7 separate regions of the Mus musculus genome follow, and regions 1, 2, 3, 4, 5 and 7 are each linked to region 6. Evidence: chromatin contacts called from public HiCAR-type, HiChIP or PLAC-seq and promoter capture Hi-C data. All regions are on one chromosome and are shown on one strand. Each heading gives the region's core, a stretch centred on a gene start, on an enhancer-like site or on the middle of the called end of the contact. The rest is flanking DNA. Distances are from core to core; before and after follow the strand shown.

Region 1 (2,700 bases), core at 152-2,651, 720 kb after region 6:
AGGAATGTGGTTTTGACCTGAATGCCAAAGTGGCCTAAGGTACAACAGTCGGAGGGTGCCAGCCAACGGTGCCTCCCTCAGCAGGAGCCTTTGAAGACAAGCCTGAGTGACATGATGCCTGTGACTGTCACACAGAGGACACACTAACCACCCAGTACATGGTTATGAAGCAGCAGTTCAAAGCAGAGACAGTGGGATCAGTGGACAGCAACAGGCTGTGTCAGGAGTGGGAGGGCACACCTTTCCAAGTGCTCAAGAAGACTCAAACAATTGTGTATACAGCAGGTCACTGAACACAGCAAATGATACTTGGCCACAGGGCTGTGCTATTAGACATAGATCACAAAACTGTTTTAAACCCATGTTTTGACATTGCAGTTCATGAAGGAGCTACTATATGAGTTTAGGATGAACCAGTGTGGCAGCATAGGTCTGTATCCCCAGAACTAGGGGAGGTGGAGCCAGGAGGATCAGAGCTGGGCTGGCAGGGGGCTCAGCAAGTAAATACACCGGCCATACAAGTGTGTAAACCTGAGTGCCGTGCCCAGACACGTGTAAACACAGGTACACAGTGTGCCTGTGATCTTAGTGCTCCTATGGTGAGATGAAAGGCAGGAGAATCCCTGGAACTGGTGGGTCAGCTAAGCCTGGACCTTACCACAAACATCCCTGTCCCAAAAGGATGACGGTAAAAACTGTTACCCAAGGCTATCCCCTGACTTCCACATGTGTGTTGTGGCGCACACAACCACATACACACAAATGTATGCATATACATACAGACATCACACACGCACACACACACACACACACACACACACACACACATGCAAAAGAGTTCAAAGACAGCCATGGCTACATTGTCAATTTTAGGATAGCTGGTGCTACATAAGAGCCTGTCTTTTAAAAAAGTGTTTTTAAAGGTAAGGGAAACCTCAGAAGAAAACAAGAAACTTAAGAATGCCTTTAATTGGGGCTGGAGAGATGGCTCAATGGTTAAGAGCACTGATTGCTCTACCGAAGGTCCTGAGTTCAAATCCTAGCAACCACATGGTGGCTCACAACCATCTGTAATGAGATCTGATGCCCTCTTCTGGGGTGTCTGAAGACGCCTATAGTGTACTAACATATAATAAATAAATAAATATTTCTAAAAAAGAATGCCTTTAATCCCAACATGGGTGTGTATGTGGAGTGGGACAGAGGGATGTCTGAGTTTGAGGCCAGTCTGGTCTAGTCTACAGAATGAGTTCCAGAACAGCTAGGGCTACACAGAGAAACCTTGTCTCAAAACAAAACAAAACACAAAAAACAAAAAAGAAAGAAAGAAAAGGGAAGGGAAACAAGAAACTACTCAGAACTAAGACAGTGAGGTCATCAGGAGATGAACCTAGAAGGACATTCATTCTAAAGCAAGGCTCCGGGGAGGCGTAACCTTCAGTGCCCACCACAGAACAGAAAACCCAAGGCTGATAACTGGTAGCTGATAACAAAATAGGAAGGAGGGAAATCACAGAGGAAACAGATCTGTCAAGGATAAAACCAAGAGCGAATCAGTGGAGCCACAGCTGGATCCTCGAAGAGACGGGTATTGACAAGTCTCTGGCAAGAGCACCCTATAACGTGTGAGAAATGAACAAAGAAAAACCGCATAACGCAGCTAGAGCCGATTCAAAACCAACAATCGCTCACGTTTCTGAGCTGGCATCACGCCGCGTTCGATTGCGCAATGTGTGTTTACAGGTGAGATTGACTCCCACGTCCTCTGTGCCCCTCCGCCTGTGCCGCAGGACTTCCTGCCAGTCCCTCTGCCCGTTAGACATTCTCTTCCACGCCTGTGGTCAGGCTGTTTCCTGAGCTGGAAATGGCCTCCCTCTCCTATGCAAACAGTAAGATCCACAGCAGCCTCCTCAGGCTCTTCCTAACAACAACGTGCCTCCATCCGTCCTGCCTTCCCCATCACTAGGAGGACCAAGGATAGCGACATGCTCACTTGAAGAAGTCCACAAGTGGGTGGGGCTGGGGATGCGGCTCAGCTGGTAAAGTGCTTGCCGGCAAACACGATGAACTCTTCAGATCCCTAGAACACATTAAACACACACACACACACATAAATAAAGGCTAGGTGTGTACATTCAGAGAGTTTTCTCTGCTCCCATCAAACACATTTGCTTCTGCCCTCTTCCTGGCAGAGCATCTCCTGGTGATGTCTGCAGCCCCCTAAGTTTGAGCACATTATGTCTTGACTAAGGAATTGGTCAATTGACGGCTAAGGAGCCTCAAGACCCACCTGTGCCAGGCAAACCTCTGAGCCCTTGGCTGGTTTAAGCCTCACAGCCAATGACAGTGTGCACAGCCGTTTACAGCCGACAAGACAGAGGCCCAGGATGGACTGGGTGGGTGGAGTCGGGCCTTAAAGCTACACTGGGAAAGGCCATTCTATTCTGTTCCTTTAAAGTCAGATCCTGCAATGCCTGAAAGTTGCTATGGAGACCAAGCCAGTCTCTAACTTTCAGCAGCCCTTCTGCCTCTACCTCTGCCTCTCAAGTGCTGGTATTCCAGGGACATGTGCCATCACACTTGGCAAAATAGTTTTTCTTTTATTCTGAGACAGGGTTTCTCTGTGTAGCCCTGGCTGTCTAGGAACTTACTCTGTAGACCAGGCTAGCCTCAAACTCAGAGATTTGCCTGCCTCTGCTC
Region 2 (2,700 bases), core at 53-2,552, 680 kb after region 6:
CCAGCCTGGCATTCACAGCAGTGACAGACAGACAGACCAGACAGACGGATGGGCGGGTGGGTGGGCAGGCAGACAAACAGACAGGCAGGCAGGCTATTTCAAACAGGTAGAAGGCAAGGATGTTCACCCGAGGCTGGCCTCTGACCTTCGTAAACTCACCTCGGCACACACAGGCACACGCACACACACACATGATTTATAAAATAAATAAGTAAAGTCAAACAGAGAACAGTTAGTACTCAGCCTCCACAGTGGAGTGTCCCTGGGTCAGCAATGGACCAGCTGCTAGCCAGGCCAAGGCAAGAACACATAGTGCCTGACAGACATTACCCAGCACCACCAGGGAACACACCTGAGAGGGACACCCTTGGAGGTGCGCTGGCCTAGATAAATTGGCCTCTACCCCACAGCTTGCTTTGAATCCAGACCTCCCAGCTTCCAAGGGAGCCTGGAACTAGGATAGGACAGCAGTGTTGGCCCTGGGGAGATTCGCTGGTCATAAAATCCTTGGCCTCTGACTGCATTTTAGAAAGTGCTAAGTGTGACCCTTTCTAGTGTGGCCCCAGGATGCCGTGCTCTGACTGCCTTTCTCTGTATTCACCAACCACCACCAGCAGCACCCAGGGCAGCTCCACCACCTGGCAGATTCAACAGAACTCCTCTACCACAGTAGCCTTGTAAGAGCTGTCTTTTCCATGGACTCCACACCTGACCTCAAAAACACAGCACCCACCTTCCTTATTTAAGGACCAGGAGGCCTAAGCTATGCTGTCAGGAAAGCTGTTAACACTGGGGTGAAGACACAGCACCGTCCCCCCACAACCCCTTCAAATGCCACCTTGACGAGGCATTAGCTAAATATCTTCTCAGTCCCCGAAGGCTTCCCACATGAAGTCTACAATGTTCAAACGCAACCAGCAAATCCCCAGAGACAGGTCCCGGGAATTAGCTGTTCCCGCTGGATGAAAGTCACTCTGATGTATGCGAACAAGAGGACGTGAGAAGGAGACAGACTTGCCTGTTAGCTGCAGGGTCTGGGGCACCGGCAGCAAACAGAGGAAGCACCAGGCTGGGAGCCAGCTGGGTGGGTGCAGGCATCGCACTCGGGCCCCACGTCGCAGAAGCCAGCTCTCCATGGAATACCGTGCGCCAAGCTGGACACTTATCAAAGCCTGTTCCTCCTTCCGCTTCAGGTCACTGCAGACTAAGGCCCCTGCTGGCAGCTAGAGTTCCCTTTTGTGTCCCCATAAGTTCCTCCTCTGGACACCCTTCTGCTTCCTCAAGGCGGTTCCTCTCAGAAACCCTGACCTCCCTCTGAAATAGCGGAAGCAACCTTGGTGAGGGGTTCCAACAGATAAACAGCCTGGGGCTCCAACTCATCCAAGCCACACAGTGGGAAAAGAGCATGCGGTAGGAACCTTGGCTTTCCCGGGCTTCTGGGGCCTCCTTAGTCCCTCGCAGCAGAGGACCCTGTCCTGGAAGCTGGGTGGCCATGCTCCTTAGGTCTGAAACCCTAAAAATGACCATAATCCCACCTGCTCAGACATCCCTGCAAGGTCCCTGCCATCCCTTGAGAAGGTGTCCTGAAGGGGGGGTGGGGTGGGAGTGGGGGGAGCCTAGGGTGGGGGAAGAATAAGCAGAGGAGTGGCAGACTGGGAGGCTGAAGGGCCTTAAGCCACTTGTCCCAGCCTCCGGAGGGAATTTAACACATCCTGGAGTGAGAGACAGTAGCTGGTTCTTCGGAGGAACTCCTCTTGATCCACCTGAACTGATACGCCTCCTCCTCCTCCTCCTCCTCCTCCCACTCCTCCTCCTCCTCCTCCTCCTCCTCCCACTCCTCCTCCTAGGGTGGGGGGGGGGCTCCCTAACCCGACTTCACCCCATCCCCACCCAAGAGGAGACACAGGCCCCTGACTGCCTCCTTCCTTATCAGCTCTGCTCTCGAAGCCCCCATGGCGCTAGAGGTCTCAGTACTGGGACAGTGATGGCTTCCTATGAGGGGGGGAGGGGCCATCCTCTGCAGACTCTAGGGAGAACTCCTAAGGTCCTGGAGCCCCGTGTCTGTTTTGTGACCTGAAAGGTAGGGGCTGAGAGGACAAGGGGAGAAAAGCAGCAGGAAAGAAGTTGAGGGCCAGACCTGCTGAGTCTCGACTTTTCTCATTAGAGCCGTGAACCCAAGAGAGCCCTGAGTAGCCCCACCACACCAGTGAGAGACTTCAGCATGAAGAGGTGAAGCAGCTAGCTCATGATCCCGGCAGGTCTGTGGGGCATAAATGAGAAGGACAGATAGATTTTTACCTGGATTTTCTTTGCCACTTGTGCCAGTGTGGTGGAGGCTGGGCACGTGGCTGATGTTCCCCCCCTCCCCCACCCTTTCATATCACCATGGGGGCTTCTGTCAGTACCTTGCCTAAATCCCTTCCCCTTGGCCTCTGCACAGTTAACAGTGAAAGCTGCAGGGTGTTTGGGAGCAAGAACCCTGAGACTGGTGTGCAGAGGCAAGCAGCCATAGGCCACCCACCCGCAGAGGAAGATGTGTATGAACAGGAGAAGAGGCAGCGCGAAGGGGCGGGCTGGGACCCAGGCGGTATTGGCTGTTGATCCATCAAGGTGATACATGATCACAAGTGTCACAGCGAAGCATGGATAATCTGCTTCACGCCGCTCCCCAGCTCCTGCGGGGAGCAGATTGTCTAAGCA
Region 3 (2,700 bases), core at 179-2,678, 1.0 Mb after region 6:
TTTGTGACATGTTGGAACTTTCTATGCCAGCCATGCAGGACTCTGTAATCACGGCTGTGCCCATTAACAGATGGTTCCTCAGAGGTGAAGGTGGCAACCAGATGGAACTTGGAGAGGGGTGGGGAGAGTCCACAGTGACACGACAGCCCTTTGCACTCCTCGGGTTCCACCCTACTCCGTCATCCTAAGGAAGTAGACACCTTAACCCTGTGTATCAAAACAACACTGCCAGCCACATGCTAAAAGTTATGAGGCCCAGTGGTTGGGGGTGGGGTCTGTGTGTGTGTGTGTGTGGGGGGGGTCACATAAGGGGAAGAAAAAAATTGTAGGGACAGACCTCAACCTACAGAGGGATGAACGTGAGTTTTAGTGAGCTTCCTCAGGAACCCAGAGAGCTGGCAACCAGGGAAGAGAACCTTAGCTCTACTGGACTGGGAAACAGGCTGCCACCGAAGGACAATGGTGACAAAAATCCAACAGGTCCCCAGCCCTGAAGAACACTCAAGACAAGGTCCATGGTGGGGGGAGAAGCCCTTCTTTCCCAGAACTTAGCACCACTTAGAGTTCTGACCCCTGGGTCTAGGTGGCTGGGATTTTTACCTTTGTTCACAGAGGCCAGAAGGAGTGAACTCTGCCTCACCAGCCTTCTCAGAGCCCAGCTACACACTTCCAACATCTGTTTCCTCCACCCTACCATGTCTGTGCTTCTGGGTCAAGGTGCTCTGTTCTCCAGACCCCTAGACACCCCTAGATGCTATGAACTAGCCTTCTCTCTAAGCCCCCAGGTAGTCTGGCGTCTGGGTAACCTGGACACTCCTAGAGGTCCATACCCCAGTCCTCTCTCTGCCATGAAATGCACTGGTCTCCTGTTCCAGATGTCCATGCCCCAGTCTTCTGTCTATCCCCAGGTGTTCTGGCCTCTGGTGGCGGACACCCCAACTGTCCATGTCCCAGCCCCCCCTGTGACCCCAGACGCTCTGCCCTAGGATGCTAGACATCCCAGATGTCCATGCCCCAGTCCTGTGACCCCAGGCTCTCTGCCTTTTAGTCCTGGACATCCTCCGGATGCCCATGTCCCTGTGCCCCAGGCGCTAAGCCCCTGGTGGGCGCCCCCTTTTCCTCCCCTTGCTGACGAAGGTTGGGGAGCGGCGGCTGCCAGGCCCACAGTGCGACGTGTCACAGGCCGGGCGGCTCCTCCCACGGCCGCGGCCACACCGGGGTCCGGCGGGCCGCGGGGTCCCAAGCCCGCCTGCGGCCGTTACCTTGTTAGTGGGCACCGAGCGCAGGCGCTTGAAGATGGCCAGGATGTCCTGCTTGCTGGGGTCCCCCATAGTCACTGAGAACTGAGGTGAAGCAGTCCCCGACAACCGGGAAGAGACAAGGAGTAGCGGTTGCCGCCTCCCGGAGACCGAGGGGCGGGGCTGCGCGTGACGACAAGCCCCGCCCCTGCCGCGCCCAGGCTCCGCCCACAAGCGGGCGCACGCGCCGTTCTCCTTCACTCGGTGAGGTCCCTCGGCGCCACTGGTTTCTCCGGGTTCCAATTTCGAAGTCGGGCGCGGCAGGCGCATGCGCGGACGCTCGGACAACTCCCACCCCTCCGCAAACCTTCCCCAGATCTCAGCGTTAGTTAGGGTCCTGCAGTGTGGGATAGGAACCCCAGGCTTTGCGCAGGGAGCATCGGGCTTACCCACCGGACTCACCAGCATACCGTTGCCGGCCCGTGGCCAGTCTCACACCTATCCCTCAGGATGGGAGAGCCAGCAGGTCTCATCCTCATGGATCCTGCATAGTAGTAGTGTGTGTTTGTACTCTTTCTCAGCTAAAGTCAAGCCCTGAGTGATAACCTACAGGAAACTGCTGTCCCATTTTTCTCTCTCCCATCTGGGAAACCCAGGCTGGCCTAGAGCACACTGTGTAGTCCAAGGCTGGACTTGAACTGGAGATATTCCTGTTTTAGCGTCTTGCTGCTCAGATTACAGGTCTGCACCAAGCCATACTGGCTTGATAATCTTGTAATTATAAAGTCTGTTCTGTTCACGGAGAGAGAGTGCTTGCCTGTAGGCAACAAGTTCTATCAGGGTCAGAACTGAGAAGTCTAGAAAGACCAGAAACAAGTCTGTGTTTAGTGCTTGGGGCTCCAGTTAAACCTTGGATAATATTAGTAGCTGGAAGGTTTGAGCTTGGGAGCAGGTGCCTCTTTTACAGCGGTCAGGGTGGAGCAGCTGGCAAACATGACCTTAGGTAGAGCATAATAGAAGAAAAACAGGTTTTGGTATCAAGTGCTAAGCCCCAGCTTCTGTCCCAGTTCAACTGGTTGCTTCCCAGCAGGGCTGCTGTAGGCACTTCCTAGCATTCACCTGTATGAAGGAGTTGGAGATGAAATATGTTGACCAGAGCAGCACTGCAGCTTCAGGGATGTTCTGAAAACGGTCTTGGTGTCAAGTTGGGACCTCATATAGGCTGTACAAGGACAGGAACTGGCACAAGACACACAAAGTTCTCAGCAGAGTGACAAAAGGGCAGGGAATAAGAGACAAAGACAGGAGATAGAGCAAGAGGAAGAAGTGAAAAGGAGGGAGAGGGGGACGGGTTATTTGCTCCAGAGGGACAAAGGACTGCTTCTGGATAGAGAAGAGACAGCCTTGGCGTATTGGCAAATGGCAGTTCATAAAGGTAAAAGAAGAAACCCCTTTAGGATAA
Region 4 (2,751 bases), core at 151-2,650, 820 kb after region 6:
CCAGGTGCTGGGGTACCACCAACATGGTCCAAAAGGTAAGGAGAACCTGGGAATCAGGGGGAAGATAAGGGATCATGGGCAGTCTCTGGGAAAACTGGTCAGAATGTCATTATGGGGTGTTGTCACTCTGGGGTTTGTTTTGTTTTTTTTTGCCTTGGGCCAGAATGCTCCTTAGATGGTCCATACTGGACTGGTCACTCTCGCAAGAGCAAATGCCATGGCAAGAAGGCTGTCTTCACTAGGAGCCCTGAATCTTGCAGAGAGGAGAGAGGGCACCCTCCAAGACAGGCGCTGGCCTATTCTTGTCATACCCAAAGAGCTGGACACCTCAAGGGTATGTTTGTGTAACTGAGACTGGTCACAGTTCACATGGATGCTCTTAAGAAATCAGGGAGGAGCTGGACGGTGGTGGCCCACACCTTTAATCTGGCACTGGAGAGGCAGAGGCAAGTGGATCTCTGTGAGTTTGAGGGCAGCCTGGTCTACAGTGCATTCCAGGGCTACATTGAGAAACCCTGTCTCAAAAAAGAAAAAAAAAAAGAAAAAAAAGGAAATGAGGAGAGTGAGCTCTAGGATTGTGGAAGGGGCCTTGGTCGATCCAGTAACAGTGAGAGAGCAGATTTATAGACGTTAGACGGTCCCAGCATCCTCAGTGCCCTGGGCTGATGGCCAAGTCTAAGTGACACTTCTTTAGTGACAGTGCAGCTCTGTGAGTAACAAGAATGGCCAGGGCTTTTCTAGGTGACAGCTGGAAAGATCCTGGCCAACTACTGCCTTGTTTATGGCAAGAAGATGCACCCAACCCCTGTAGGGACACCCTACACATTTCTCCCATACACACACGCACCCCAAAGTACTCTTCCTGCCAGCTCACTCGTGTCCACTATTCAGGCCTGCATGTCTTCACACCCACACTCTCATTTCTCACACACGCCGCTGTCGGTTCCTCCACGCACACACCAGTGCACCTACGGTTCACACTTCACGTTCCCATTTACAAAAACCCTCGCACCTTTCACATCCCCCACGGGCGCAGGCACTTCAACTTTCTCACACTCACAAGTCACGCCCACTCAGGCGGGCGCGCACGTCACTCATTCCCTATTCTCATTCGCGCACACCCAACAGGGTCCTCAATGTCCACCCCGCGCTCGGGGCTCCCCCTTGGCCTGAGGCCGGGCCAGAGTGGCGCGGCCACTAGCCAGGGCGTGAGTCACGGTCTGCAAGGGGCCGGGTGGGGCGCGGGGCTCGTGAACCGGTGCTGGGCGCCCCGGATCGTACGGTATCCCCACGGTGCAAGCCTGGGGACCCCAGACCCATGCCGCCTACCGTGCTCAGCTGGGCCCCCATGGTGGCGAAGAAGAGACGGTGGCCTCACGCACGGTTCTACACCCGCTACTCAGCCGGCCGCTCCCCCAACAACCCGCCTCGGTCTCAACACCTCGGAGGCGGGGACGCCCTGCGGAGCCAGTCAGGAGCGCGGAGGTGGGCGGATAGGGGGCGGAGACTCCCAGTGTCCCCGCCCACTTCCGCTTGTGAAGACGGGAGTGCGCGCTGAGTGGCTGACGGCGCTGCACGGAAGAGGCTCGGCGAGAGACTGGCTACTGTGGCGCCTCTGTGTGGCTTCGGGAGGTAGCTTGTGGCTTCTGGGCCTGTTTTGTCCTGGTGAAGAGAACAAGATGTCGCCCCCGTGATGGGCTCTCAAATCCTGAGCCTTCGGTCCTGGGAGCCTGCCGGAGCTGATTGTGCTGGCCAGGGCTCTACCCGCTCACGGGGCGTGTTGCCAACACCGCTGGCTACAGAGTTCAGGCTACAGCCCTGCCCTGCCCCATTTTCAAGCCTGCGAACCAGTCGTTCCTTCCTGAACAAATCTCCAAACGTACTGAGGCCAGTTCCGGATTAAAGTTCAGGTGTCACCTCTTTAGCTAGGCCAGCTCTGGCCCTGTGCTCCCTCCAAGGGACGCCACTAGTGCAGAACGGTCTTTGTAGCGCTTCAGTTATCCTGCCTGTTTATTCACGATGCTCTGCGCCCACGTACCCATTCCACTAGATGGTGGGGCTTCCCCAAGCCAGGAGTCTGCAGTCAGTTCTCTGTGTACCCGGACCTCAGAACAGAGCCTATCACATACTCTATAAACACTCGTATGTCCCTGGCATTCCGGAGTTTTCTTCAACCTGGTCCTGGCCAGATAGGGAATGGAAGACTGCTCTGAGAGCGGCAGAGTGAGGAAGAGACTTGCTGCCTAAAAATTGAGAACTATTAACCAAACTCTTCAATACCGGAACACTTGATGACCCAAGCGTTCAATACCGGAAGAGGCAGGTGGATCTGTGAGTGTTCCAGGCTACACGGTGAGACTGCTAGTTACTTTTCTGTTGCTGTGGTAAAACACCATGACCGAAGGCAACTTTAGGGAAGATGGAGTTTATTGTGTCTCACAGTTCCAGGAGGATAAGAGCCCATTATAGCTGGAAGGCATGGCCGGCCACAAGCAGCAGGAAAACCTGGCTCGGGGAGAAGGATGCTGAGAGATAACACTGTACCTTAAGTGGGAACCTGAGAGAGAGCTGGAAGTGGGGCCAGGCTATAGGCTCTCAAAGCCACCCCAGGCACATTTCTTCATCCAGCAAGACCACACACCTCCGTACCTCCCCACAAACCATCACAAATTGGGGACTAAACGTTCAAATACACGTGCCTATGAGGGCCATTTCTTATTCAAACCACCACAGAGACCCTGTCTCAAATAA
Region 5 (2,762 bases), core at 221-2,720, 860 kb after region 6:
TAAATGGTTGTGAGCCACCATGTGGGTCCTGGGAACTGAACCTAGGTCTTCTGCAAGAGCAACAAGTGCTTTAAACCACCAAGCCATCTCTACAGCCTTGCACTAGACAGTTAACTTAGTACTTGTTTTCTTAACTAACAACTATTTTTCCCAGCTCCTCTTGCAGCTACGGCGAGTATAGCCTAGTCAATAATGGCAGAAATGTGGCCAGTCCTGGTGGCAGACACCTTTAATCCGAGCACTCAGGTGACAGAGGCAGGCAGATCTCTCTGAGTTTGAGGCCAGCCTGGTCTAAATCTGAGCTCCAGGCTACATAGTGATACCTTGCCTCAAACTCACTCATTCACTCATTTATTCATTCAGGGCTGGAGAGATGGCTTAGTGGTTAAGAGTACTTGCTTTTCTTCTAGAGAATGGGGTTTAGTTCCCAGTACCTACATAGTGACTCATAATCACCTGTAACTCAAGGTGCAGGAGATCTGATTCCCCCTTCTGGTATCCATGGGCACCAGGCAAGCATATGGTACACACACACACATGCAGGGAAGCACTTGTACTTATAACATAAAAACAAATAAGAAGTAAAACACAGCTGGGTGTGGTGGCGCACGCTTTTAATCCCAGAACTCCGGAGGCAGAGGCAGGCGGATTTCTGAGTTGGAGGCCAGCCTGGTCTACAAAGTGAGTTCCAGGACAGCCAGGACTATACAGAGAAACCCTGTCTCGAAAAAAAACAAAACAAACAAACAAACAAACAAACAAAAAAAAACAAAAAAAAACAAAAAGAAGAAGAAGAAGAAGAAGAAGAAGAAGAAGAAGAAGAAGAAGAAGAAGAAGAAGAAGAAGAAGAAGAAGAAGAAGTAAAACACAGGAGTGGCAAGGAAGTGGCGATCTCCAGGTGAGCTCTGCAGGGTAAATGTGGATGCAATGACAGTAGCTGGAACAGCCACTGGGGAATCATGAAACAAAAGCTGGACATCCAGAGGCAGAGAGAGATTTCAGAAGCCTGGAAAGTTCAGATGACTTAGGGGACATCACTAATTGAACCCCCACTCTCCATGTTCTAGCCTCTCATCTCAGAAAAGCCAAGCCTTTGTTGTCTGAGTTGCTATTAACTCTATCTGTCTGTTTCATGCCTGAAACTCTCATGTTCCGGAAGATGCTGCCTGGCTGGGAGTCCAGCAGCCAGCCCAGGCTATCTCTGGTCCCTGCCAGTCCTGTGGTTGCCGGGGGCAGCAGGGCTGGGCTGTATGCTCACCCATCTTCTCTCATTCCCTCAGATATGCTTTCCCTTAACCCCAGTCCTGACCTTTCATGATGGATCTGTGGGTTAGACTACATTTAAAACTGAAATGGAAAAAATAAAAAGAGTCCAAATGGAAAAAATGAGCCTCTGCTTGGAGACAGGGTTTCTTGCAGTCTCTCTGAGAGGCCAGAGAGTTTATAGCTGTTGTACAGTATCCAGGAGAAAGCTTATGAAATATTATTCCTTTTACCCCCTTTTACCAAAACATGAGTCATTTTTTTAATTGACTCTGAGTTTTCCCTTTAAGCCTGATTTCCCAGCATGCCTAGGATATAGCACTTCCCAGCGAAGAAATATTTAGGCTCATGTGGTTTCTCTGAAGTCTGGTGGACAGCTGGGGATTTCCCTGGGGGGTAGGGGACAGAATGGGAAGGCTAATAAAGGAAAGGGTTGGGGTATAGCAAGACAGAAATGGGGGAGGGGATGGTCGGAGCCTCTAGCACAGCAGAAAGGAAGCAGGCCAGTGCTGGGCCTGTGAGACACAGAGGTTTACTGTCGAAAAGACAGGATGCTGCTGGTTGGTTCCAGGAGCACAGCCTCAGTTGTAGCCCTCTCTGGGATGAGCAATGCTATAGGCGTCAGTGCCTAGTCAGACTGGACCACCTGAGGAGAAGCAGAAAGCCAGGAAAAGACCTAGGGAGAAGGCTCAGGAGTGAAGCGTGTGGAATACAAGAATGAAGATCTGAGTTGGATACTCAGAACCCAGGCTGGCAGGATGGCTCAGTGGGTAAAGAGCACTGTCTGCTCTTCAGAGGTCCTAAGTTCAAATCCCAGCAACCACATGGAGATCTGACACCCTCTTCTGGTGCGTCTTAAGTCAGCTATAGTGTATGTACGTATACTAATAAATCTTTGGGCCGGAATGAGCGGGGTTGACCAGAGAGAACAGAGGTCCTAAAAAAGACAACCACATGAAGGCTCACAACCATCCGTACAGCTACAGTGTACTCACATACATAAATAAAAAAATCTTTTAAAAAGAAAAGAAAGATTTATAAGAACCCATTGGGGCAAAGGCTGCTGGGAGTGGACCACTTCTGTCATCCCTGTGCTGAGGAAATACACACAGGCGGGTCTCAGGGGCTCACTGACCAGCCAACCTAGCTAATTAGTGAGCTCCAGGTTCAGGGGACTGGAGAGATAGCCCTGACTGCTCTCGCAGCAGACCCTGGTTCAGTCTCGAGTACACACATGGAGGCTCGTAACCACCTGCAACTCTAGTCCAGGGGATCTGACATGTTTTTCCAGCCTCTGAAGGCACTGCATACATGTGACACATACATGCTAGCAAAACACCCATACAGATAAAGTGAAAATAAAGGGGAGAAAAAAAGAAAGTGGAGCATGATTTAGGGACATAAGAAAACAGGTAGTGTCCACCTCTACACATATATACACACCACACACACACATATATATTCATATACATACTCACACACAACACTCACACACACAT
Region 6 (2,700 bases), core at 122-2,621:
CAGGAAAGAACTGTACAATGACAAACTGAGACAAGTTTAAGTTGAGACAGAACCCGTCACTCAGAATCTTAGTATTTGTGAAGCATCAGGCCCAGAGACTGAAGGGTGCAGTATTATAACTACTGTCAGGTAAACTCCAGCCTGAGGTGGGCATGGTTTTTTTGTTTTGTTTTTTCTCCAGTCTGTGTTCTAATAACTAAGAGGAATCTTCTCCCATCAGTGCCTCCCCCGAGTTTTATATCAGTTACTTAAGTAACCTATTTAATACAGTAACTCCCGGAAGAAGACAGTATTATGGCCATTTCACAGATGAGCAAATACCGGTGAAAAATCTTACCCAAGGTCACACAGCTAATAAAGGTCGAAACTGAGGACAGTGTGGCTGCCTCTCAAGCAGTGCTGAGGCGTGCTGTGGAGCTGTTGTTACTCATTGGAAAACGCCTTTCCCCTCAGATCAGCTCAAGTTAAATACATGTCTACTCAACAACAAAAGATGTCCCTGACATATGTAGGACATTTGAACTCTCGCTAACCCCCTTTTAAAATCCACTACAGTGGCAGCATTGAGGGAGACAACCAAGATTGCAGATTCACACTCGCCACTCAGGTGAACAGACTAGATTCTCCCACCTACGGGAAAAGGCGTGTTTTGCAGCAGAAGGGGGTTAGACTTCAAAATTCTGGGGCAAGCTGATCTAGTGAGCAAAGCTGGGGAGCTCTGAGGGGCCATTTCGTCTGGAGGCTTCAAAGGGCAGCAGGCAGCTACTGGGTGACCTTCGTCAAGTCGTTTCCCTCTCGTGATGCAGTTTGTTCTCCAGACTAAGTAACAGATAACTGCTAAAGCCCTTCGCCACTTTAGTTACAAAATCGAATGGGCATCTAGAACCTTCTCTGGAACTGTAAAGCTGGGTTCAAGAAGCACCCGGGGCTAGCTCAGGACCGCGGACGCCCCTCCCAGGGGCTCCATAAGAAATAAGGAACAAAGGCCACCAAAGCAACTGGGGCGCTCGGAAGCCCTGTCCCGGTGTGGGGCACTCTGGCTCGGGTGACCCCCTTCCCCCGAAGCCCAGGGCTCGTTTCTGTCCCACTACGTGACCTCAGCTCGGCCGAGAGACCTTGGGCAGGTGCCTCCGGCGCCCCGAATGCACCCCTGCCTCTCACCGGTGTTCGGCACCTCCCGATACCAAGCGCGGTAGAGCTCGCGCACCCTCCGCTTGGCCTCGTTCAGGTCGCGACTGAAAATGGGCTTCACCGAGGTACTGGCTGCCGCAGCAGCAGCTTGGCGCAGGCCGGTGGCCGCGGCCGCCATCTTGCCGAGGAAGCCCCGCCCCTTCAGCGTGCGCACGCGCGGTGCCACGGGACTCGCTGCCGTGCCTCCTGCAGTGCAGAGGGAAGGACTGACTGGACTAGGGCTCTCTGATTGGCTGGAAGCCTCGGGCTCTGCAATGCGCATGCTCTACCGCGGAAACACCGATCCGGGGTTGGCTCGTTCAACGGCGGCGCTGAGGAACCACCAGGAGGCGCAGCGTCGAGGCTTCAGGCAGCGGTGAGGCGCTCTGTCTGCTCTTACCAAAAGTTTGTTCCTTCAGCCAGGCGCCGTGGTTGGCAGGCTCGGAGGAGAAGACCTCGGGCATAGATAACGGTGCCAGGCGGCAATGGCAGTCTTTCCGCAGCAACAGTGCGTACTGCTGAGCATATTGTGTATGTGCTTCCGGAAAACCGTTTTCTTGTAGACATGGTGTCGATCGCAAAAGCGCCTCTGGCTTGAGCTTTTTGGCGTTTCTCAGCCCCGTTTGTTTACTTACTTCATGCCATTGTTTTGAGTTGTCGTCTCACTGCGCCTGGCCTGGAACTCACTTACGTAGACCAGCCAGGCTGGCCTCAGAGCTTGCAGTGATTTCTCTGCCTCTGCAGGTTTGTGCCCACAGCACTTGCGGTTGCCTTTTTGTAAATAAATGTGTGTGGGTGTTTTGGATGTTTGTATAGGTGTGCGCCACGTGTGCTTTTTGGAGTCCATGGAGGCCAAAAGAAGGCTATGGATTCCTCTGGGACCGACGGTTATGATTTGCTTTGTGGAGCTGGGAATTGAGCCCAGGTCCTTTGGCAGAGCAGTTAGAGTGCTTAAGCACTCACTGAGGCATCTCTCCAGCCCCGCAGTTACATTTGACCTTGCACTCCACATTTCCCCTGCTTCAGTCTCCTTAGTGCTACTTCACCTAGCCTAATCATTTCCATTTTAGACTAGGGATTTTACATCCCAAACCATGGAAGCTATATCTACCTCTGTATCTAATCTATATCTATACTCTATGGTATATATCTATATATATTCGCTGCTATATAAATAAAAGCTGAAGAATTGCTGCCTAACGACATTCTAATATAGTAAGTGCACCATGCTTTTATGGATATTTTTGTGGTGATTTGAACAAACAGTACTTCCAGTCAAAGTACAATGCACACAGATATGCTCAGCACACAGCATTTAAACTCTCATGGAGGAGAGCATGGCAGCAGGCAGGCATGAGTGGCCTTGAAGCAGCAGCTGAGGTCTTACAATAGAGAAAGACTGGGCCGGCCTCTAGTCACTTCTAGTGACACATCTTCAACAAGGGCCACATACTCCAACAAGGCCACACCTCCTAGTCCTTCCCAAAACAGTTCCACTAACTAGGGACCTAGCATTCAAACACATGAACT
Region 7 (2,700 bases), core at 85-2,584, 950 kb before region 6:
TTAGCTCCTTCCCTTAATCTATCTGGACTTGCAATCACCTGGCCAGAAAACAACCTCTCAGAAAGGCTGATTTACCAGAAGATATGCAAAAAGCTTGGAATAATTATCTTTAAAGAAGTAAAGTGCTTATACAGTCCCTGAGTCCTTCACTCCACACAGTTGCTTTCAGACCTTCATGGCTCAGCCTGCTTGTTTTTTCTAAGTTCTAATTGAAAAATATATAAAACTTTACTTTTCCCCATCTCTTTTTTTTTTATATTAACCAAAGACCCTAAACATGCACTTTCTCTGAAGACCGACCCTCCCCCATTTCTACAAGTGCTGGTGAGCTTCCATTGCTGACCCTAATTCAGAAAGCATGACTTAACATCCTCCCTCCCCTTGGCAGCTGTAGAGATTTAGTTTGTTTGTACTGTTGCGTTTTTCACCCTCAAATTCTAATGGTGCCTAAGCTTTCTTCTAATTCTGTCTTTAAAATCTTTTATCAACGAGACTAAAACAACAAAAAGGAGAAACCAATTCCCCAGTAATACTGTTTCCCAGCAGCTGGCACAACAATCATAGTACGCAGGCGAAATACTCTCCAGTTAGTCCTGCAAGCACACTGGTCTTTGAAGGAAAAAAAAAAATTCCTAAAGTAGCTGAAGTGACAGCGCTACAACTAACGTGGGTATAAATAATTCCCAACAAAATTCCATGCAATTAAAATCGTTGTAAGGCCAAGTACAGATAACTGAAGTTATAGAATAAATAAGTTACCACTATTAATATTTTAAACGACACATGGGTCAATGCGACTTAAACAAGACGCCAGGTTCAAGAAAAACAATCCCTTAGTAAAAGCTTTGTCTTCGTTCGCGCATTATTTCCACTGCTCAAATATTCACAACCCAAACACACCCCCATAAAGACTTAACTGCGGGGGGTGGGGGGGAACCAACTCTAACCTCTGCTTTTCCACCCCTAAGTTGCCCAACGCTCCAGATCCCTCCGAGAACCTCTCGAAGCCACTAAGAGCCACGAAGGGGCCTAGAACCGCTCCCCTCCTCCCTACGCCAGCTCGGGGCCCACTCCCCAACCCCCAACTTTCCGTCCCCAACGGTCCACGGGGCCCAGGGCTCTCACCTCTCCACCCACTCCCTCAGGAAGCGCATTTCCTCGGTGTGCAGGACGCTCGGGTCCTGCCTACACATCTTCACGAAGGCCCGAAGCTCGCTCACTTTGCGGGGATCCATGGTGGGAGGCTGGAAGCTGAAGGCGGTGGGCGGCTGCGGAGGCACGATGCCAGGCCCGGGAGCGGCTCAACGTGACCAAGTGGAAGGGGGCGGCTGCCGCGAGGCAGAACAGACTAGAACCTCCCCGGCCGCTGGCTCCTCCCCCCCAACGGCCTCGTGACCCCGGGCCTTCGCTCGCTCATTCCCACTCCTACCTCTGGACCTGTGCTCCGCCTAGAACCTTCTAGAAGTGTAGCTGCCCGTGACAATGCCTGCTTCGATCGGCGAACAGTCTCACTCGGATTCTTTCCTCTGACCTAATTCCCCGGGATGGATGAAGGACCTTGTGTCTGTGCGCTTTCAAGCGGGACATAGGGAGACATTTGGAATAAGATATTTCTTCTGTGAAGATGGGCATTAAGCAGAACGAGACGCCGCATGGAGGAGGGGGGAAAATAAATAAATGCCCGTGGGGCCGGCGCGCCCAAAACCTAGCCGAGTGACGTCACTGCTCTGCGCCGCCCCGGGAAGAAAGCCCGCGAGCCGCGCCTGCCGGAAGGGGCCGAGCAGTTGACTGGTTTCCTGGCGACGCGGCTGTGCTAGTGGCTTTCCCCAGAGTTTGTACTTTTCCTGACCAGTGGTTACAGGCCATGCCGTCTCTGCTCTCAACCCCCAAGCTGGCTCCCGTTCTAGCAAGGCTCCGCGGCCTCTCAGGTTAGAGTCTTTCCTGCCGGCGTCCCCTTCAGGTTCTTCCTTTGGAGAAAGCCTAAAGCAGCCCAAAGAGCTACAAGTTGATGATCCGTGGTTCTTCACCAATCGGCACCTGATCCCCCCTCACCACCCACGGATTTTTCTTTTGATCGATTGCTCTGGGAAAGAGTGGGCTTTAGGTTCTGTTATTCTGGGAAAGCTGGAGTGACTGAAGAGGAGGGAACTCCAAGGGATTGTCTTCAAAGTTACTCGAATTCTAAATTGGTAGCTTTTATCATCACACTTGACTAAATTGTTTAATGTCAAGTAGCGTGTGTGTGTGTGTTAGGTCAGGGTAAATCTTTCGCCTTTTCATAGGTTTCATCGGAGAGCTAGCTCAAAAGATAGAGCCGGGCTGTGGTGGCGCACGCCTTTAATCCCAGCACTTGGGAGGCAGAGGCAGGCGGATTTCTGAGTTCGAGGCCAGCCTGATCCAAATACAGAGTGAGTTCCAGGACAGCCAGGACTATACAGAGAAACCCTGTCTCGAAAAGAGAGAGAGAGAGAGAGAGAGAGAGAGAAAGAGAGAGAAGAAACACGTCTAGAAACAAATGCTTTGTGCAATTCAGTTTGTAAAGAACTAAGCGAGGGACGTGCCTAAGTCTTACATAAACAGTCAAGGTGATAGAGCACGGAGAATGTGAACCCTCCGTGTACAATATGGTGAGCAATTAACCTAACATAAAATTTTATACTGGAGAGTGAGTCACCTACTTTGTAAGGAGACCTAATGTTG

What was found. Promoter capture Hi-C pulls out the DNA fragments that hold promoters and counts their contacts. HiCAR-type assays count read pairs that join an accessible place to other places. HiChIP or PLAC-seq counts read pairs in DNA pulled down with a chosen protein or histone mark.
Region 1: a contact with region 6 is called in an H3K27ac HiChIP or PLAC-seq map of large pre-B cells, with 7 times the contacts expected there. The contact joins the enhancer-like site here to the promoter of Ndufa6 in region 6. A contact is called at or near these places in 6 of 39 promoter capture datasets (cranial neural crest, embryonic stem cells, neural stem cells and 2 more), 1 of 15 datasets of contacts at CTCF or cohesin (embryonic stem cells), 4 of 484 Hi-C or Micro-C datasets (B cells, embryonic stem cells and pro-B cells) and 24 of 115 datasets of contacts at active chromatin or transcription factors (the 230-238 cell line, acute myeloid leukemia, cardiomyocytes and 12 more).
Region 2: an H3K4me3 HiChIP or PLAC-seq map of bone marrow-derived macrophages shows a contact between it and region 6, with 11 times the contacts expected there. The contact joins the promoter of Nfam1 here to the promoter of Ndufa6 in region 6. A contact is called at or near these places in 14 of 39 promoter capture datasets (the 3T3-L1 cell line, 3T3-L1-derived adipocytes, the C10 cell line and 7 more), 3 of 15 datasets of contacts at CTCF or cohesin (embryonic stem cells, large pre-B cells and stem cell-derived epiblast-like cells), 32 of 484 Hi-C or Micro-C datasets (B cells, CD8 T cells, the HL-1 cell line and 12 more), 34 of 115 datasets of contacts at active chromatin or transcription factors (the HPC-7 cell line, the NIH/3T3 cell line, SST interneurons and 19 more) and 1 of 9 other capture datasets (adipose tissue).
Region 3: a HiCAR-type map of astrocytes shows a contact between it and region 6, with 4 times the contacts expected there. The contact joins the promoter of Arfgap3 here to the promoter of Ndufa6 in region 6. A contact is called at or near these places in 1 of 39 promoter capture datasets (embryonic stem cells), 1 of 484 Hi-C or Micro-C datasets (the C2C12 cell line) and 12 of 115 datasets of contacts at active chromatin or transcription factors (the 230-238 cell line, astrocytes, cardiomyocytes and 8 more).
Region 4: a contact with region 6 is called in an H3K4me3 HiChIP or PLAC-seq map of fetal liver, with 4 times the contacts expected there. The contact joins the promoter of Cyb5r3 here to the promoter of Ndufa6 in region 6. A contact is called at or near these places in 9 of 39 promoter capture datasets (3T3-L1-derived adipocytes, cranial neural crest, embryonic stem cells and 4 more), 3 of 484 Hi-C or Micro-C datasets (CD8 T cells, LSK cells and natural killer cells), 17 of 115 datasets of contacts at active chromatin or transcription factors (bone marrow-derived macrophages, cardiomyocytes, embryonic forebrain and 11 more) and 2 of 9 other capture datasets (adipose tissue and liver).
Region 5: a contact with region 6 is called in a promoter capture Hi-C map of hippocampal neurons, with 6 times the contacts expected there. The contact joins the enhancer-like site here to the promoter of Ndufa6 in region 6. A contact is called at or near these places in 7 of 39 promoter capture datasets (3T3-L1-derived adipocytes, the HPC-7 cell line, cranial neural crest and 3 more), 4 of 484 Hi-C or Micro-C datasets (cerebellum, cerebral cortex, cortical neurons and 1 more), 14 of 115 datasets of contacts at active chromatin or transcription factors (astrocytes, differentiating embryonic stem cells, double positive thymocytes and 10 more) and 2 of 9 other capture datasets (adipose tissue and embryonic stem cells).
Region 7: a promoter capture Hi-C map of pre-B cells shows a contact between it and region 6, with 2.7 times the contacts expected there. The contact joins the promoter of St13 here to the promoter of Ndufa6 in region 6. A contact is called at or near these places in 3 of 39 promoter capture datasets (erythroid cells, fetal liver and pre-B cells).

Annotation. Positions count from the first base shown.
Region 1 is chr15:83,074,395-83,077,094 of GRCm38.p6, forward strand. Gm41366 (a long non-coding RNA gene) reads right to left here. Exons shown (of 3, transcript XR_875504.1): 3 at 1,282-2,080. Among named protein-coding and RNA genes, the nearest start is that of Gm41366, 6.4 kb to the right of the region's middle. Within about 2 kb of position 1,402, at least 30 of the 459 cell types and tissues checked have an H3K27ac peak or open chromatin away from gene starts, as enhancers often do. A contact at or near this core is called in B cells and memory CD8 T cells, where this site is marked.
Region 2 is chr15:83,032,095-83,034,794 of GRCm38.p6, forward strand. It overlaps Nfam1 (Nfat activating molecule with ITAM motif 1), which reads right to left and starts at 1,303. Exons shown (of 6, transcript NM_001271411.1): 1 at 1,019-1,303. The coding sequence starts at 1,136. Gm32620 (a long non-coding RNA gene) reads left to right here and starts at 1,222. Exons shown (of 3, transcript XR_384275.3): 1 at 1,222-1,410; 2 at 2,165-2,258.
Region 3 is chr15:83,348,819-83,351,518 of GRCm38.p6, forward strand. It overlaps Arfgap3 (ADP-ribosylation factor GTPase activating protein 3), which reads right to left and starts at 1,429. Exons shown (of 16, transcript NM_001357756.1): 1 at 1,263-1,429. The coding sequence starts at 1,331.
Region 4 is chr15:83,170,783-83,173,533 of GRCm38.p6, forward strand. Cyb5r3 (cytochrome b5 reductase 3) reads right to left here and starts at 1,401. Exons shown (of 9, transcript NM_029787.3): 1 at 1,330-1,401. The coding sequence starts at 1,350.
Region 5 is chr15:83,214,366-83,217,127 of GRCm38.p6, forward strand. No RefSeq gene overlaps it. Among named protein-coding and RNA genes, the nearest start is that of A4galt, 36 kb to the right of the region's middle. Within about 2 kb of position 1,471, at least 103 of the 459 cell types and tissues checked have an H3K27ac peak or open chromatin away from gene starts, as enhancers often do. A contact at or near this core is called in adipose tissue, embryonic forebrain and kidney, where this site is marked.
Region 6 is chr15:82,352,920-82,355,619 of GRCm38.p6, forward strand. Ndufa6 (NADH:ubiquinone oxidoreductase subunit A6) reads right to left here and starts at 1,372. Exons shown (of 3, transcript NM_025987.3): 1 at 1,162-1,372. The coding sequence starts at 1,309.
Region 7 is chr15:81,398,360-81,401,059 of GRCm38.p6, forward strand. St13 (suppression of tumorigenicity 13) reads right to left here and starts at 1,335. Exons shown (of 12, transcript NM_133726.2): 1 at 1,126-1,335. The coding sequence starts at 1,235. It overlaps Xpnpep3 (X-prolyl aminopeptidase 3, mitochondrial), which reads left to right and starts at 1,779. Exons shown (of 10, transcript NM_001347075.1): 1 at 1,779-1,928. The coding sequence starts at 1,865.